2 separate regions of the Gasterosteus aculeatus genome follow, and region 1 is linked to region 2. The links are chromatin contacts, called in public Hi-C maps. All regions are on one chromosome and are shown on one strand. The core of a region is the stretch at or near the end of the contact, and the rest is flanking DNA. Distances in the headings are between cores, read along the strand shown. Region 1 overlaps nfixb (nuclear factor I/Xb). Region 2 holds the start of gadd45gip1 (growth arrest and DNA-damage-inducible, gamma interacting protein 1).

The links. Hi-C and Micro-C count contacts between places; a contact is called where the count stands out from the background.
Region 1: a Hi-C map of skeletal muscle shows a contact between it and region 2, with 2.6 times the contacts expected there. The contact joins the enhancer-like site here to the promoter of gadd45gip1 in region 2. A contact is called at or near these places in 2 of 6 Hi-C or Micro-C datasets (skeletal muscle and whole body).

What each region holds. Positions count from the first base shown.
Region 1 is chr11:3,984,568-3,987,650 of fGasAcu3.hap1.1, forward strand. It overlaps nfixb (nuclear factor I/Xb), which reads left to right. Exons shown (of 12, transcript XM_078084470.1): 11 at 65-156; 12 at 2,234-3,083. The coding sequence ends at 136. Among protein-coding and RNA genes, the nearest start is that of rad23aa, 14 kb to the right of the region's middle. Within about 2 kb of position 1,459, at least 1 of the 9 cell types and tissues checked has open chromatin away from gene starts, as enhancers often do.
Region 2 is chr11:3,863,632-3,866,671 of fGasAcu3.hap1.1, forward strand. It overlaps gadd45gip1 (growth arrest and DNA-damage-inducible, gamma interacting protein 1), which reads right to left and starts at 1,290. Exons shown (of 2, transcript XM_040190796.2): 1 at 784-1,290. The coding sequence starts at 1,184.

The sequences.
Region 1 (3,083 bases), core at 209-2,708, 120 kb after region 2:
CCACTGCTTTGATGCTGTCGCGTGTCTTCTAACGCCTCAGTTTGGTCCTCTTCTCTCTCCCCAGCATACTCCACGCCAGGCGCCACAGCTCCCAACAGGTTTGTCGGCATCGGATCACGGGACAACAACTTTCTGAACATCCCGCAGCAGACGCAGGTAGGAGCCCAGACCAACTGCGGGGGGGAAAAAACTCCTTTACCGGACGGACGTTGGTGGAAACATATTTGTAATTCCCTCGCCCCCTGAAAACCGGCTGGCGTGTTTTCCTGCGCCTCTCCTTCCACGCCGCCCCACAGGCGCGTGCACTCGTGCATCTGCATTTCTCGGCCCCGTGCGCGCGTTGCCATATGTGCTCGCCTTGTTTACTCGGCACATGTTGCGCCCGAGGGCCGTCTCCCTCGCTGCCCGTTTTCTCTCCCTCTCCTGGCTCCCTCCCCGCTTTCCCCTCTCCTCCCCTGCCTCCCTATTATTAACTTTCTCCCGCTCTGCCTTGCACTTTCTCCCTCTCACAGCCTTCTCTGTATCTTCCCTCCGTTACCACCGGTAATTTTTTCATTAGCGTCCGACCACACCCACCTTGAGCCAACTCAGCCCCGAGCTCTGCTCCGGAACACATGGAAACCATCTGAAACCGCTCCGTCGATCCCCCCCGTTCCTCCACACGTTATTGCCCTCGCTCTCTCCCTCTCAAGCTATTTCACTCCCCTCGTCGTCTTCTTGCCCTGCACTGCTTTCCCTCCCGACCTTCATCCCGTCACCTTCGTTGTGTCTCGTGTAGATCGCTCTGTCCTACACGACTCAACGCCCCATGTGGCCGAAAGTAGGCGAACCCCCCGGACACCCGAGGATGTCACCACAGAACGCCTCGCTCTGAAAGAACGACCACCTGAAACGGCTTTTAGCCAATAAAAAGGCTCTTCCAGCTTTGCGACAGATCTCTCCGTCAGCAGCGAGAGACTCGCAGCGAGGTCGACCTCCGGCGTTTAGACGACGAGGCCTTTCGCAGAGGCTTAAATATCACCATGGTCACCTCCATCCAAACCAAGAAAAACACACCAAAACAATACGGAGCATCTACATACTTTTTGCCAGTCCGTGCTTTTTTTCTGAATGCGCTCACTGATGCTCAGCACTGAGTGGGACACAATGTCTGGTTTGACTTTTGGAGGCAGAGCCAAAACACACAGCATTAATAGTTAGCATGTGCCTCACAAAAGAGATTGATGGGCCAATAAAAAGAAATGATAGATCACCAGACAAAAGAGCGTGTCAGCATGTGTGCATGTGGTGACTACGGGACAGCCGAGGATCTCGCTCGCTCTCTCTCGTTCGCTCTCGTTCTCTCCCGGCTGACATCAGTTGGCTCCGTGTGCCCTCTGGTGGCAGATGTGAGGCCCTGCGAGCCGGAGGAGGTTGGAAACGAGACACCTATGGTGGGGTGGAGATGGAGGGAGCGAAGCGGACAGAGTTTCGGCCCCCAACAGAAGTCACGTCCCGGCCGTCTCGTCACCCAGGGCAACCAGACATGATGTCATAGCCAGTTGATCTTGAAATTGAGGAGAGGGGTGCACTTCAGAGAGGGAGGGGCGGGGGGGTGGGGGGGGCAGGAAAGAAAAGAGGGTGGTCACTGTCTGCTGCCAAGGATTTAGTCGGAGTGTTTCACGGGAGACGGATGGATTGTGTGTGCAGGAGAGAGAACGCGAGCAACCAAGAAGGGAGAAGTTACAATGCCCAAGGCCTGCTGGGACAGTGCCCAGGGGGGGCAGGAGGCATAAGGGCCGGGCAAAGGGGGAGAGGGGGTCAAACAAAAGGCCGCAGAGGAGTTTCCGAGGCTCGACTGGTAGAATGTTGGCGTACCAGCACATGGCGCCGTATCCCGCAGGCCAAGCAGCCTACTTCATACAAGCAAGTCCAGTACGACACCACCGACCACTGCGATGAGTACAGATGTGTCAGGACCAAGTGTTGGATTGCATTGGTGTTCTTCAAAGTGGGGGCTCAATGGATGGAAGGCAGGATTCGGACGGTGAATTATTATTATAGATCTATAAAGAGTATAAAGGTGACCTTTGGGGTATCACGATTCTTTTAGCATCTGCCTTGGCTTTCATTGTCAATGTTTTTATTTTTACAAATAAACATTTAGTAAGAGGAGGGGCTATTAGACAGGTGTACCACGCAGTTACTAGTTTTGATACTAACATGACCCCCCCCCCCTTTTTTTCTTCTACAGTCTTGGTTCCTCTGACAAGATCTGTGCACAGACCCACAACTACAATTCTTTCTTTACAAACGGATTTAGAAAACAGTCGTCCTCCACCCAACGACCGGCCCAACCCCAGCGCTATTCCAGGACCCCCCCCCCCGGACACAAAAAACACAACCAAGCGGCACAGGAAAAACCACAGCAGCACGGCTTTCTTTAGAGAAACTCTGGACTCATTTATCCTGTCGGCAGTGACGAGACGTTTTTTCCCGGATCAACGGAAAAGATGAACGGAAGGACGAGGGAGAGGAAGAGGACGCCAGGATGAAGAAGGGTCAACGGGGGGAAACGGCAGCAAAGCAGCTCTCTCCTTTCAAAGAAGTTAAATAGAATCACAAAACACCACCGAACCATCAGCGACGCGGGAGGAGCCGGGGAACAGGAGAACGGTCAGCTTCTCCCAGCACACGTTGTGTAGACGAGCGGGGGGGGAATCGAAAAACAAACACAACAAATTTTGTTCTCACACAACATTCGAGCTCGGCCCACAGCCTCGATCCAAGCAAACGCGCCATTTGGTTTCCAATGAAAGCTGCAGTCCGCCTTCACCCAAAACAAAATTAAATTGACCACAAAGTCCCTTTTTTAGCCTGCGACTAACTGGAGAGCGACCATGACAAGACGCATCTGGGTTGAGGGTTGCACTGGGAGCTTGAATCAATTAACACTAATCTCAACGATGTGCACTACTTACCTACAAGGCATGGTAGGTGAACCGCTCGTGTCTATTTAAAGAGTTTTAAAGAGGAAAAAATCCAAGAAGGTGGCAAGGAGCCCCCGCGTGTCCCCCCTCGCCCCCACCACGCCGCTCACTTCC
Region 2 (3,040 bases), core at 40-2,539:
TTGTACTGCATCAGAATGAAAGCCATTTTAACATCCCCATGCACAAATCACACCCGATTAGTTAGTATTTTATTCCCACTAATGTCACAAATGCAGAACCAGTCTGTTTACTCCGGTCATCCGTCACATTCAAAGTATATGCAAGAGAGAAATAGTTGGCCAGAACTATTGTGCGATAATTACTCAAATCAGCCGTTTTTGAGGATCCCGCCTGCAGGTGGAGGAGTGACCACCTGGTGACCCGGCTCAACAAACTGGAGCTCAAAAGACAGCAGGGATTTCAGGAAGAACGCCCCCCCCCCCACCCGTTCTACTTCCTGGGCGCCGTCATCACCCAGGAGGGGTGAGGGACCTCAACGTCAGCTCCATCACCAAGAAGGCTCAGCAGAGGATGTTCCTCCGGAGGCCGCGGAGACCACCACCGAGTCCATCCTCCGCTCCTCCATCACAGTCTGGTACGCTGCATATTTCTAATGACTATTTATTTAAAATATAACCCATGACGCGAGAGAGAAGCTGCAGGAGTCCTCTGAATGCCTGGAGTCCAAATGGCTCCTGCGTCAGGTGACCTCAATGGAGGTCGGCGTTGCGGACAGATACTCGCCCCGTTTCTGCGGTCTCACCTTCTTCCTGTGGGCCACAGTTTGAGCCTCGTGTGTAGAACATACCGAGAAGTAACCTGCGTCCATCCTGCCCGCAAATATTCCTGCCGGCTCGCAGTTCGGAGCAAACAAAACGGCTTGACTCACTGAAGTTAGCTGCAGTGACGTTAGCATCACTTACTTCGCCAACCGCCTCTGGGTTTCCTCCTCCTCTCTGGCCTGGACGTTCTTCAGCATGACCTCCAGCGGAGGCTGCCACTCGTTCTCCTCCGCGGTCATCCTGTCCAGCTCCGCGCGGCTGGGCCACAGCGAGGCCGGCTCGATGCCCGAGGCGGAACCGTAGCGGCCGAATAGCTTCCTGTCATACCGGCTGCTCTTCTGCCACTCGGGCGTCTTCTCGCTGTCCTTGTCCGGGATGTGGGGCCGGTGGAGGTTCAGCCGTAGAGGTCTGGGGTTGTAGGACGCGCTCTGCGGTGGAAGCCCGCGCGGAGAGTCCGCAGAAAGCACCGTTTTTGAGCATGAAATTCCCTTTAAAGTCCTGCATAACGCAGCCGTCCTCCTGCACAGCATGGACGCCGCCATCTTTGTTCCTCCACAGGAAGGACCCGGCGGAGTGACGAAGGTGGCTCCCACAATGCCTGTTTACCACGGATTCATGTTCTAATAATGTTTAAAGTATTACATTTTGTCCGACTGGCAAAGATGAAGACGTTTACTTATTCATGTTGCATCAAATACAACCAGCAAAAAAGTTGCTATATAGTTGCTACATATATATATACAACTGGCACCAAGATAAGAAGGAAATTAGACATTCTTAAGGAAATTGTACATTATTTTGATGTTCACTATGCATTACTTTTTGCCTCTATAATATATGTATATAACTTTGAATATGCACACAGGGGGAGAAGGTGTGGGGGGGTTGGAGGTAGCTGTGAGCAGGTGTGCTGAAACCGGGGTACCATTGCGAGAAGCCTCCTTTAACACCTCCTTGGAACACTTAAGGAGCACAGGGAAGTGAACCTCTCTTTCAAAGACAGGATCTTTTGTTTTTAACGTCCTCGACTTCTCCTCCTCCTTCCTCTTTTTTTTTTTTTGTCGCGGCCCTCCCTCGACTTTCTCATATTTGATTTCTTTTCAAGAGGCGGCGATGGAACAAATGGGGTCGCTCTGGAGTGCAGCACTTACGGAGACAGATGTCATCGCTTTTGTGCCGTGGGAACGTGCCGAGCTCTCCGTCGTCATTAAAGATTTAGGGTTCCCATGGCAGGGGTAGCGCTAGGCTGAAGGTGGGGGTGGGGAGGGGGGGGGGGGGGGCATGACAGCAGCTTAATTTGGCTTAGGAGCGTTCTGGTGCCAAGCCCGGGGCTTTAGGGATCATATCGACGTCAGTCACAGGCAAACAGTCTTGTTAGGAGTTCAACGATAAGGGGCAGAATGACAGGTCTATTTCTGAGTGAGTGGGAGGGCCCGGTGGCACATTAATACACATTTAAGGACGTTGTATGTAACCTGCCAACCTGAATCAAATCGCATCTGTTTTTACAGATGTGTTTGATTGGTACCTACGTGATGAGCTCCTGCACACAGATCCGTGGCCTTTGCTGCCGGTTGCTCTAAAACAAGAACACACGTCGGCGGACGGCACACCCAACGGTCCAGGTGCTCACCCCGGAAGGGTCCTGACACCACGGCTCAGTGTGGTTGGAGCTCTAGGTGTTTGTCAGGCCACCACACACAGCGTGGTTACATGGATTCGAATAACTGGCTTAGTCGAACTGAAATCGAATTATCCGTTTCATGTCAACAACTTTGTCCGACTATGTGCGGTCCGACTACGATCCGATTAACACCCCTGGATAACTCGATCCGATCCAGTTGATAGTGCGACTATTGCGGCATGTAACGGTGAATCGGATGAGGAACTGGACTTTGCGTCTTTGCGCATGCTTGAGATCCCGACGGCGTCTTCTCTCCGTTATCACAGCCATTCGCTGTGCTCCTATTAACATCATGCACAAATAGTAGAGGGATGTAGCTTCACCTCGCTCTCCGCTCGCCATCTTTCTCGTAATGTTGATGTTGTTGTTGTTGGTAGTGGCGGAAATGGCTGTATCACAACTAGTTGTAGTGAAAACAGCGCCACCTATCGTATTGGATATGACATGCTTTCAGCCAATGATTCGATTTATTCACTGACATGTGTATATTGGGATAATAGCACCTCCCCCCGAAAGAGAACATAGTCCGACTAAGCAAAGATTCCAAGTATACCATCATGTAAACACACTGAGTGGGGTTGCTCATCACGCTCACTAGCCAATATTGCAGACTTGGGCATCGGAGGTTTAATACCAAAGATGGAGTGCTTTTAGAGGGTGGGAATAAGTTATTATTGAACATAAATAAGGGGGAGTGCTGGTCATTAGTATGAA